Regions from separate parts of the Sus scrofa genome. Here all the other regions are linked to region 2. The links are chromatin contacts, called in public HiChIP or PLAC-seq maps. All regions are on one chromosome and are shown on one strand. Each heading gives the region's core, a stretch centred on a gene start, on an enhancer-like site or on the middle of the called end of the contact. The rest is flanking DNA. Distances are from core to core; before and after follow the strand shown.

The links. HiChIP or PLAC-seq counts read pairs in DNA pulled down with a chosen protein or histone mark.
Region 1: an H3K27ac HiChIP or PLAC-seq map of alveolar macrophages shows a contact between it and region 2. The contact joins two enhancer-like sites. A contact is called at or near these places in 2 of 5 promoter capture datasets (fetal skeletal muscle and liver) and 1 of 2 datasets of contacts at active chromatin or transcription factors (alveolar macrophages).
Region 3: a contact with region 2 is called in an H3K27ac HiChIP or PLAC-seq map of alveolar macrophages. The contact joins two enhancer-like sites. A contact is called at or near these places in 2 of 5 promoter capture datasets (fetal liver and fetal skeletal muscle), 1 of 47 Hi-C or Micro-C datasets (fetal liver) and 1 of 2 datasets of contacts at active chromatin or transcription factors (alveolar macrophages).

The regions. Positions count from the first base shown.
Region 1 is chr18:53,628,150-53,632,227 of Sscrofa11.1, reverse strand. No RefSeq gene overlaps it. Among named protein-coding and RNA genes, the nearest start is that of SUGCT, 650 kb to the left of the region's middle. Within about 2 kb of position 1,442, at least 3 of the 83 cell types and tissues checked have an H3K27ac peak or open chromatin away from gene starts, as enhancers often do. A contact at or near this core is called in alveolar macrophages, where this site is marked.
Region 2 is chr18:52,882,725-52,886,456 of Sscrofa11.1, reverse strand. No RefSeq gene overlaps it. Among named protein-coding and RNA genes, the nearest start is that of INHBA, 5.1 kb to the left of the region's middle. Within about 2 kb of position 1,961, at least 39 of the 83 cell types and tissues checked have an H3K27ac peak or open chromatin away from gene starts, as enhancers often do. A contact at or near this core is called in alveolar macrophages, where this site is marked.
Region 3 is chr18:53,693,832-53,698,181 of Sscrofa11.1, reverse strand. All of the region lies in intron 13 of SUGCT (succinate--hydroxymethylglutarate CoA-transferase), which reads left to right. Among named protein-coding and RNA genes, the nearest start is that of SUGCT, 590 kb to the left of the region's middle. Within about 2 kb of position 2,546, at least 2 of the 83 cell types and tissues checked have an H3K27ac peak or open chromatin away from gene starts, as enhancers often do. A contact at or near this core is called in alveolar macrophages, where this site is marked.

The DNA.
Region 1 (4,078 bases), core at 193-2,692, 750 kb before region 2:
ATTTGGTTCTCTCAATGGGGTAGCACCAGGGACGGTTTGGCAGTGGTCGGTGGAGTGAGCAGGGCCAAGGATGGTGGGAAACATGAGCAATGCTCAGGACAGCCCATGACAAAGAATTGTTCACCTAAAATGTCAGTAGTGATGCTGTTGATAAATGCTGTTCTAGAGGAAGCTGCCCCTTGAGTCTGAAGAGCGCGTACCTGACTCACCTCCTCGAGGTCCATTTTTTTGACATTACTAAGTTTAGGGGGGCGGGAAATGGGATAGCTGAGCTATAGTAGGACCTCCAGATAAAGCCTACGTGTGTTTTCTTCTTTTTTTAATGGACGTGTGGAATCCTTGTTTTGTCTTCTTTCAATAAGTGTGTTTCTAGAGTGGAGGGAGCAAAACATTCTAGTTAATGGAGGGGCTCAGGTGTCCTTCCCCGTGGCAGCTACATTAAGGACACAGGTCAATTGCAGGAAAAGTCTCAGTCCTTGGTATAATCAGAGAACTCTAGCGTGCTCAGGTGACAATGGCCAGGCCACATTCCTTTTTCTGGGCCATAGTTGCCTCTGCAGAGTAAGAGGCTTTGGTGGAGAGAGTTTCTGAGACCCTTAGTTCAAGTTCTTCTGCTTTCTGGTTCTTCCCTGTAGGGTTAAGCTATGGATGCACAGAGAATGCCAGAAGTATAGACAAAACTGATGGACAGGTTTGAACACAACAGTTTACAAAAGAAAGGCGCTTTAAGGAAGGCAATAGGAGTACCCCTTCTGAGGACCTGGCGGTCCAGGACGGTAACGTAGGCTGTTTGCAAAGTTAACAGAGACGTGGGATCATCCACACGTCCCTTGGCTCATCTTCCTGTCCCTTGATGCACAGACCCTGTTGATGTCTACTCCGGGAAGAGGTGAGGTGTGACTGAGGCTGAAGTGTTCAGCTCGGGAAGGGTCTCAGGTCCGAGCTAGTGGGTGGAGCTCAGCTGCAGCCTCAGCAGAACCCAGCTGCCTCTTCACGAGCACATGCTCAGGACACCCCCCACACACCCCTGACAACCCACAGATAGAGATGTCATAGCATCTTGGCTACAACCTGGAGGTTTTGAGGGGGACCTGGAATCAGGAAAAGCAGGATAAGTACATGTGCAAAACATTACGCATTTTCAATTCTGCCCAGTTGTTCTGACAAGGTTAAAATGAGGACCAAAAAATTCACTAACCACTGGAAAAAGTTACCTCCCTAAAGGAAATAATATTTCAAAGAATTCAATGGAAGAAGGACATGTAAAGGTCATAAGATAGAGTTTAAGCCTCGGTGATGACTTTCCTTGGCCCGGTCCTCACTCCCACTGACCTTAAGCGAGTCACACCTAGAAGATATGCCAAAGGAAGGGCCTCTGGCAACCAGACTGCCAGACCCGTTTGTTGATTTTACTCAACTATCAGAACCTGGCCAGGCTCCAGGATCCACGCCTTCCCCGCCCACCCCTGTGTCTACTGTCTCCGTCTTAACCCACGCCCTTCTTGCCTGCCCTTCTGCCATGCCTGTCGTTTCTTCCAAACCCAGTTTAAACGTCATCTGGCTGGTCAGGCATTTTAAAATTCATTCCGGTCCATCCCGATGACAGTTGATTACTCCTTCACGCTCTCAATAGCCCGTGCCTGTCTGAAAAGTGCCATCAACGGCAGAGTGAAGATCCTGTGTTGGTAAAAGCTCTGGGCAGACAGAGAGGACGCGGGCAAGGTAGTCAATGTCAAGGAAGTGGAGATCGAGCTGGGCGGGCAGGACGTGTGACGCTGATGCAGAATGCCCCAAGTGCCAGCGCTGTTGGCGTTCAGAAGAGGAAGTGATCTCTGCAGCCTGGTGTGTTTCGGGAGGTCGTTCCCTAAAAACGTCATCATCTTTGAAGCAAAGTGAGACTTAAAGAAGTGCAGGCAGCATGGGTGACCAAGCCTTGGAGCCAGGACAGCCATGACGAATTTGGGAACGGGGACCTCGAGTGACAGTTTTAGTTAAATAGAGCATTTGGGCAGCGGAAGAGGGCTGCCGTCTCGGCAATGGACTGGAGGATTGGAGAGGAACAGGCATGAGAGGGTAGTTGGGGGCTTTGAGAGTCAAGAGGGTAATTTTTCTGTGGGCACCGAGATGTCACCGTAGATGTGTCAACAAGGACGTGACTTGCCCACTGCTGTACCCTGGGAAGACAGCCCTGGTGGTTGTGGTAGAGCCCACAGGATTACAGAAGGCTGGAGCCAAAGGGACCAACTGCCATGATCTGACTGGGTGCCAGGAAGGGCCTGGAGCAGATGGTAGTCTTCTGTGTTGCTTTCTACACACTGCTCCATACATCTATGTCATGTCAGCTTTCCCAGATTACAAACGCTTTGTAAACCAGGAATACATTTCCCTAGTTTTATAGCCTTGTCCCTTCTTGCCTTTCCAGCGCTCAGAATCAATCATCTGTTGGCGAGTAAATGTTACTGTTATTATTACTCTATAAATTTTTATCAGATTTAACCACTCCAAATAGGTTATAAACACACTGCACTGGGAGGGGCAATCAGGTAAGAATTTACGATGTCCAGTGTATTCTCTAGGGCCGAGGGTGCAGGGCCACCCGATCAGATCCATCATATTTGAGCTGCGAATCTGGAGAGTTTGTTGGATGATGGAGCCTTGAGAAGCCACTGCCACAGTTTCAGAGTTCTCGAAATGTACCACCTCATCAGGCTTCAGGATCCATCCTTCTCTGGAAGATGTGTTTATACAAGGCCATGGTCGTGGTTACAGTTAGCAGTGGGAGATGTGGATGCTGTGTCTGAAAAAGTCCAAGGCCAAGTGTCTGCCTGCCCCGAGGAAAGTACCAGCCCCTGTTACAGACTGAGGCCGAGCCCATATGCCACTCCACAAACTGGTGCTGCAGTTACTAATGGGATTCTCCCTGGGCAGCCCAGTCATGGCCAAATAAAACGGCCAAGGCAATTGCCTTGCACCCTGCATTCGAGGTGGCCTTGTTCTGTTATTTAACACTTTATCGTCCACGTACTTTCCTTTCCGAGAGAGATCGGATGTTTCTTAAGGACACGGTTTGTTTTTTTTTGGTGGGGGGGATTCTCCTAAGCACCTGGCACCAAAAGGGAGGATGAGTTAGCACGCAGTTAGTCGTTATTGAATTGGTCTGTCGAGAAAGCGCACTCAGAAATCCGGAAGACCAGCTATTTTGTCAAACTCATTTCCCACTGACGGAGATGCACTCCCGGTTTTAGTCTGAAAGGCTTGTAGTTCTGTGTGTCGTAAAGATTAAGAAGTTCAGAGAAGGAGCACCAGTGGAACCGCCCAGCTGTTCAGGTCCCCCCTCGGTATTGATGAAGCCATATCTTGCACCTGTGGCCAGTTCCTGTACCTGATTGTTTTACCCTCCCCTCCAGGCACAGGCGGGGGCTCAAAGCACTGCTTTAGACGGCTGCTGAAAGTAAACCTGAAGAGACGCAAACATCAAATCCACTTGCCATTTTAAGACCTTTGAAGCAACAGCCAGTTGCCTCTTTGGGAAGACTTCCTGTGAGACTGTGGGGCAACATCATGTAGACAGTAACGCCGAGGAGAGATATTTAAATGATCTTTCCGCACCTCCGTTTATCCTACAGATACGAGTTGACTGCATCGTGGCGATCCTCTTCTGCTCGCAATGGCAATGTTAGGATAGGCTTGCGACCCAGTTCTAGCCAATGAGATGAGAGAAGTCTGCTGGGAGATTTGGGACGGTTTACCTTGCTTTTTCTTATTGAATATGAATAAGAAATAAAGTAGTCCTGGTTGCTGCAGGAAGCCAAAATGTGACCAGGAGAGGAAGCAGCTTTGGGATGAATTGATGCCAAGAATAGCATACGGCAGAGGGAAAGAACCTAGGTTTTTGACAATCCATCAAGTTGTCAATCATTCCGTGCTGGAAGCCTGCTCTTCTGGATTCCCGCCTATACGAAACACACATTTACTTATTGTTTTAGCCAGTTTGAGTTACTATTTCTGTTGTTTTCAGCCACAATACCTCCAGGAAAAGGAATATCTTAACTTTCTAGAGAGCATCTCAGTGAATCCT
Region 2 (3,732 bases), core at 712-3,211:
ATCTTGAAACTGAATGCCGGCTTCATAAATCATTTATCACTAAGAACTTTGGAAACAGTCATTCTCTGCTGGTGAACCTTCTAAGTGTCTTTCCCAAGTCTTTAGAATCCCAAACTAACTAGTAAAAAAAAAAACAAACAACAAACAAAAATACAAAAAAAAAAAAAAACCAAAAAACTCATACATCATTCTTCTTTATCAGAACTTCAAGTCCTATGATTTCTAAATTGTTACAAAGAGAACATGAGATTAATGGAAAGAAGTGAACATTTCCTGAAAGAGGAGTTAAGTTGGTCACGATGTTTTGGGGACGGAGGGGGGAGTGTTAGCAAGTCAGGGGAAAAAAAAAAAAACAGGAGGAAAGATGCCTCAGACATAAAAATGGAAGGCTTGTTTGAAGGAGTCTAGCTGAAGCACAAGCCGGGTACTCATGACAAGTTGAATAAAATGTGCAAAATTGGGAGCTAATGAAAGCCATATGACAAGATACGTTATTGTGGATGCAGGATTTAACATGCATAAAATAAACTTTTCACTGTGCCCACAAGCAAAATATAGAGGCTCTGGCCTCCTGATGGGTAGTTTAGGCCCCTTTCTTTGGGCCACCAGAAGTCTGCAGAAGCGGGCCTGCCTTGGCTAAACACAGAGAAAGTGTGAGGTCAGAGCCATAAATGGGGGTTGGGGCAGGGAGTATTCTAAGAATTGCATATGCAGAAATGAAGTCAAAAATAAAAATCATTAGGTTGTAGAGGAACAGAGGGAATCTGAGAAGGAAAGACAGAAACAGGATCAGTGCTGGTTAAACTCCTACCCTGCCCCTCAGTCTGGAACTGGAAGGACCCAAGCTCTCTGCAAGAAAGGAGCTCCCTTACCCTTTTTAAATGAGCTCTCCGGGAGAGCAGCGGTCTGAGGGGCATCTAAACTCCCCCCTGCCCCCCCCCCCAACCCCGGGTGGCGTTCTGGAAACGCCACCGGGTTTATGAGTCTGGGGGCACAAACCCACCCGGAGGAGACCCCGGATGCTGCTACTTACTACCAGATAACCTCAGTGTCTCTAAAGTGGGCTCCACAATAACTCCCCTGCGGGGTCAAAAGCACGTGCTCCGAAAAACAGGAGGCGATATGATTTCCGAGATGCCCAGTGGGCGCCTCTCTCTGAACATCTGTGTCACAGGAAATCTGCAGCACCCCAGAGGAGCCACCCAATCTCTGTGACTCAGATCGCGTTGGCCACGGATGCCATCGAAGTGCCCACCTGCCTGGGTCAGCCCACCAGCTGTGACGTCATTCTCTACCTGAATCCCCAACCTCCGGGCTCAGCCCCGCGGGAGATGCCTCCTCGCTCAGAGGAAGACGAAGGTGGGGGGTGGGAGGGGGTGGGAGGGGGTGGGGGAGGAAGCAGGCAGGTTCAAATAACTTCGCTCCACTCTTTCGGGACCGGGGGTGATTTTTTCCCTGCCGGACTCCGGGGCCCAGGGCTGAGCTGGGCAGCCCGGCTCCCGACCAGCATCTCCTGTTCCTTGCTCGGGTCGGTTTCTCTTTCACTTCCTGCCCCTCCCCCCGCAGCTCCCCCCTCCCCGGCCTGCGGGCCCGCTGCTCGGCCTGCTACTGTACCTTGAGCAACACCTGCTGGCAGCTCCCGGGGATCACGCCGGATCGCGGCCGCTGCTCGAGCCCGGCTCGCGGGGCTGGAGTCACGGCCAAGCCGGGCGGAGCGGCCGCCTCTATTTTTACCCCGAGCACCCGCAAGGGCAACTTCTTTTAAGAGCAGCTCTTGATTTTTCCCCCCTTTTGGCAGCTAGAGAATTCAGAGAAGGGGGGGAGGTGGGGGGCGGGGGGGGGGGGGAGAAGCACTGATCGGGGAGTGCAGCTGGCAATCTCTGAACCCAGCCCTCGGTGGCAGGGCTTCAAAGCGCAGCCAATGCCAGGGACCAGGACGGGGACCTGAGGGCCGGCTCCGGGGCGGACAGAGGCGCGCGGGGAGCGCTACCGCCCCTCCAGCTCTGTCCCTTTTCCGATCGCTGAGCTGGGTCCTGCCGGGTCCTGCCGGCTCCTGCGCTAGCACGGTGGCCCGCTGCCACCGCGTTTTTCACCTAGTGCGGGCGGCCTGATTTACTGGCTACTTCAACAAAGCGCCCGGCTCCTCGCTCGCCGGAGCCTTCTGCAGGGCTCTGTTCTCGCCTGGAAGGAGCGGCCCCTGGAGAACCCAGGGAGGGGGGGAGCAGCTTGTTTCGAGGAGCCGGGAGGGAAAGTGTGGTACCTTATTTTACTGTAATTGCAAAAGGCACGATGTGCCAGAGATGTATATTTAGACGTTGTATGTTTCTACTTTTATGTAAATGGAGCAATTAGGGCCTGTCTTGCTGCTGCGAACTCCAGGGCTTGTGCCTTGCTGGGAAAGCTAGTGTTTTCAATCACAATTAGTGAGCTGGTCAAAAAACAAAGTTCGTTTAAGGATACAGGCCGGATGGCCTGAGCTGGGGGAGAGACCCGTGACCCTGTGCTGCCCTGTGGCCCTCAGCGACACACTTCTTGGGGGCACGGGCCACCTCTAGCCGTGTTTACTCCGTGGCAGCAGCTGTCCCTGCACAAAGTTGGCATAGATCAGGGAGCAAGAATGTTCATTTTTCTTCTCAAGCAAACCGTCTGTCCTTCGGCTTCCATCCATGCTATTAATTGGTCTCTTTGCTCACTACTCCTGGAACAAGGAGACAGGCCCAGAAAAGGGGCTCGTTTGTCATGGCCCTGTTGTTTTAGCTGCTGCTCACGCTTTGCCGTTACTCAGTTAAAAAAAATAATAATAGTAATACACATCAGGAGGCGTGAACACCCCAGGCAGGTGCCTGGGAGGTTGTGATCTGATTCGGCCGAAGTGGCACGAGGCTGGGGGTTCAGAGCACGGACGAGGCTGCTGACGAGTCAGAGTGTTTGAGTTCAAAAAATCTGTTTCCCCCAAAGCATGATTTCTGGTTCATCCCGTCTGGGAAACCGAACATAAAACGTGACTATGGGGAGAAACCAAAAGGAACCCGAGGTGTTCTCAGCAGCTGACATGTTATTCTGGGCTCAAGGCAGGAAAACCTTGTCTCCGTGGGGAGCGGTGACTCCCTCAAGAGGCAGCCCGGAATCCAGAAAACGTGGGCAGAAGCCAGAGAGATATTTGTTGCAGTGAGATTTCGGGAGTCTGATCAAAAATGGTTTGGATTGAATATGGGGCTGGCCAAACCGCCTGTTTGCTGGACAGCTGGAGGCTGCCCATCACCTGGACGCTAGCTTAGGTAGAGTGAATTGGGACAAAGAAGAATGAGCATTGCACATTCCAAACTGAGCTAGGAAGCTGTTTGCTTTTATGTCCAAGGCAATGAATGCATACAGCTAAATAGAAGAGGGAGAGGGAACGTTACAATTCCTCCAAAATTCCTTAGAAAACAAGAGGGTCAGGAAGAGCTAACCCCAGAGCCTTATTCCTAAGCCTCTCATTTTTCTGAGAACCACCGGAATATCCCATAAGGCCTCGGGCTATGTATGAGTGCTCTGTTTTGAGAGTATTTGGAAGTGCCTTATCTGAACCAAGGGAACTCAGATGCTACAGCTAAAATGACTAAGGAAAGAAAAGAAAACAACGCCAGTAAATGAACTGTTAGCTTTCCATTTAGAATAGAGGCTCTCAAGTGCGATGATTTTGCTCCCCAGGAGACCTGGGGCCATGCCCAAAGGCAAAATTTTTTGCTT
Region 3 (4,350 bases), core at 1,297-3,796, 810 kb before region 2:
TCATTTCATTGATCTTTTCTATGGTTTTCTTCGTTTCTATTTCATTTATTTCTGCTCTGATCCATATGATTTCTTGCCTTCTGCTAACTTTAGGTCTTGTCTATTTTTCTCTCTCTAGTTGCTTTAGATATGAAGTTAGGTTATTTATTTGAGCGTTTCCTTTTTTTCCCAAGGCAGGCTTGTATTGCTATAAACTTCCCTCTTAGAACTGCTTTTGCTGTATCCCAAAGGTTTTAGATTGTTGTGTCTTTGTTGTTGTTTGCTTTTAGGTATTTTTTTAATTTCCACTTGGATTTTTTCAGTGATCCATTGGTTGTTTAGTGGCATATTGTTTAGTCTCAACGTGTTTGTGAGAGCTGCATGATTTAAAACTTTTTATGTTACATTAAATCTATACCTTTATCTTATTAAGACACATCATGACTTTGGAAATATGAACTTGTGCTTATGTCTTATAATAGGAAGGAACAATATATTTTAAACGTCTTAGGCGTTCCTGTCATAGCTCAGTGGTAATGAACCTGACTAGTATTGATCCCTGGCCTCACTTAGTGTGTTAAGGATCTGGCATTACCGTGAGCTGTGGTGTAGGTTGAAGACATGGCTCAGATCTGGCGTTGGTTGCTGTGGCTGTGGCTTAGGCCAGAGGCTGCAGCTCTGATTCAGCCCCAAGCCTGGGAACTTCCATCTGCTGCAGGTATGGCCCTAAAAAGAAAACAATTTAAAAAAAAGTTTTAATCTGAATCAGGACTAGGGTGGTGAGCTGAAGAGTTTTATAGAGGTGGTGGCTCCTGAAGCAGATGGCCTCATCCACAGCACTGGTCACTGTCACCAGCCTTGTGTATTCTGGGCTTCTGTGGAAAACCACCCCTTTGGAGAGAAGAATATTTGAAGGCATCTTCAGTTGACCTAATTCCCCTTGTTCTGATTCCACCTTCGCAAGCAATCTATCAATTCTCCAGAAGAAAATACGCCGATGGAATATACGGGCCTTCATGTAGCTATCTGGCCCCTATGACCATGGTTGCTGATGCAAACTGATAAAGCCCTTTCTTGTAATTATGTTTCCTCATAGTTGCTATAGGTGGAGACAGGCCAGTCATGAAAACATGAATACTTGTGTTCTGTATTCCAGACAGCAGCTATATACATTAAGGGTAGCATTCTGGTGTCTATGTCAGTCTTAAAGGCAGTTTGATTTTGAGTGTATCTGCTTTCTTGGAACAGAAGGCTGATAAGAACCAGGTTCTGGGTCTTTGAAGCACAGGGCTGGATCTAGCTGGAATTCCCTTAGACCAAAAATTTTCAAACATGTCAGTGGATAACAATCACCCAGAGAGCTCCCTGCAAGTATGATTCCTGTGCTTGGGATCCTGATTCAGTGGATTCGTTGTGGCTCTGCTCTTCACATTTTTAGAAACACTCTCTGGATGGTTCTGCTGTATAGCTGTGTTTGGCTATATGGTATATGCTCTTGGCAAATGATCTTGGGGCAGCTGTTGGCTTCAAAATTTACTTGGTTAACTTTTTATGATTTTATTTGTTTGTTGGGTTCTCCCTACTCCCCCAACCCCTCCCTGTCACCCCAGAGAATTTATTTTTCATTCTCGTTAACTCGGCCATACATGTAAACTATTTAAAAATATATCCTGGAGTTCCCTCGTGGCACAGTGGTTAAAGATCCAGCATTTTCACTGCTGTGGCTCTGATTACAACTGTGGTACAGGTTAGATCCCTTGCCCTGGAATATAACCTCCTAACATATTAAAATATCTTTTATCAAGAAGGTTTTTTGTGATAGTTAATCCACCTTATTTCCATAAACTAAAGTTCTACTTTTTAAATTTAAACTTTTTTTTTTTTGATTCCTGTGCTTGGGATCCTGCAACTGTGCTTGGGATTCTCCACCTTTGGGATCCTGCAACTGTGCTTGGGATTTTCCGACTTTCATTTCAGACATTTTGAGCAATCACACAAAAGTTTATAGGAATCTTAATACATGGACATGCACTGGAGATATTGCAGGTTCCGTTTCAGACCATTGCAATAAAGCAAATACTGCAGTAAAGCAAGTGACGTGGATGTTGTGGTTTCCTAGTGTATGTAAAAGTTACGATTACGCTGTACCACAGCCCATTAAATTTGTAACAATATTATGTCTGAAGTAATATAAATACATAATTAAAGAATATTTTCTTGTTAAAAATTGCCAACCACCCTCTGACAGTGCAGGACCGTCACAAGCCTTAAGTGGGATGAAGCGAAGAGCAATGAAACAAGGCGTATGCCCGTCCTTCTTTTCTAATACCCTTATTGTTTGCTGTTTTTTTTTTTTTTTTTTTTTCTGGTGAGTAAATGTAGACCTAAAGTCATGGTTTCCAAAGGGAGTTCCAGAGAACACTAACTTGTAGTTATGGGCTCCGAGAAGCTTGAGAAACGCTGAGTTAAATGGTTGGAGATTTCCTTAATGAAGCAATCAGATGGTGTGCAAGATGCTTGCGGGTCTTTGTTCATAATCAGATGCACTTCCTGAACCACTTGAGACAACCTCCTACGACCAAAGGAGTAGTTGGTAGCAGAGTCCGGACTGGAGCCCCGTTCCTCTAACTCTGTCTTCCTCTTTGTTATGACAGTGGAACCTTCTGTAAGTAGCTCTTTCCAGTAGTACCCCATCCTCAAATGGAAGTGCTTTTAGAGGCTGTCTTCTTTCATTAAATGGAAGGAACCTTGGCTTCTTTCCCCAAAACAGTGAAATAGGATGACTCCAGAAGTTCTTTAAGGAAAATAAAATCTGAGGTAGAAAAGCAGGGGTCCCAGCTCTTGACCTGAAGTAGAAAACTCATCATTTCCATAGGGTTTCAGTTCAAATAATGCAGAGCTGCTTTAATCTTGTCTGATTTTCAGAAGACCTTGTGCTCCCCTAAAAATCATAGTTTTTAGTTGGCAGGGGAGAAACTCCCAAGAACAAGTTGTGACAGAAAACTTTTTTAAAAACTACTTTTGGATTTCAACCAGCAGAATGTGCACAGTTTCTGACTGTTAGTGTATCCTTCCCATTACCCAGAAAATGGACTGTGGGAACTTGGGAAGGTGAAGTGCAATGTTATTTACATTTTTGTGCCAAAACATTATGCAGTGAAATAGTCAAGCATTCTGAGTGAGTGCAGCATGTGAAAATTAATAGGAACATTTTGAATATATGATCTTTACTTGAGGCTCTATAAATGAAACGGGTTCTGTCAAAAGGTACTTCTTCAACCTCTTTTAAATGTTTCTTTCTTTTTTTTTTTTTTTAACACTCTCAGTTGTTTATAATAACCCCTTTGGATCTTAGACCTCAAAGTTCTTTCCTTTCAGAATTTCCTTTGTTTGTCTGTGTACCAAAACTACTTTTCAGAGGGAAAAAAAAGACGGTGCCTTGAGTCCACTAAATAGTAAATGATGTGTAATAGCATTAAAATAGGACAGTGAGGGTGAGTATTGGGTTTGGAATCCAAGTGTTGGTGGCCCATTTAGTCCTAGACCCACGCCAACAGTGGACGTATGCAGAGATAGCCCATGGGGATCAGAATGCTCTAGATATTTTTAAGAGAAAATGTTTAATTGGAAGGTAACAGGTGACGTCAGCATTTCTGAGAAGGTGTTTTATAAGATGGCCACTTGGTAGACTTTGCATTCACAGGAAGCATATTCTGGAAAATTCATAATGATGAGAGAAAACAGAGGTGGAAGTGAAGGAATAAATATCAACTTTCACAGTCTGTTGAGGACCAGATTACACACTGCGAGTATATTGTTGGATTATTGTATTTATACCTCAAAAGCTGGGAGACTGCTTCTATTATCATCATCACTATTTTATAAAAGAGGCTTAGGAGAGCTAAAAGCTAAAGTAACTTGTTCAAAATCTTACATCGTAAGTGGCAGATCGGGGGAGTTCCGGTTGTGACTCAGCAGGTTACAGGCCCAACTTAGTGTCCATGAGGATGCAGGTTTGATCCCTGGCCTTGCTCAGTGGGTTGAGTATTCTGAGTTGTCAAGAGTGTGGTGTAGGTTGCAGACGTGGCTTGGACCCTGCAGTGCAGTGGCTGTGGTGTAGGCCGGCAGCTGCAGCTCCGATTCGACCCCTAGCCTAGCAACTTCCATATGTCGCACCTGCAGCCCTCAAAAAGAAAATAAATAAAGGCAGGTCAGGGATTTGAACCCCATTTTTTTCTGACCCCATACCCCTGGTCTGCATCATAAGGCTGTATTTCCTCCTACAGCAGGTGTGGTTACAGTAGGTTATATCTTTGCCATGTTGGAGAAAGGGTTTGACTTAATGCAGAGAATTAAAACCAGTGAACCAGT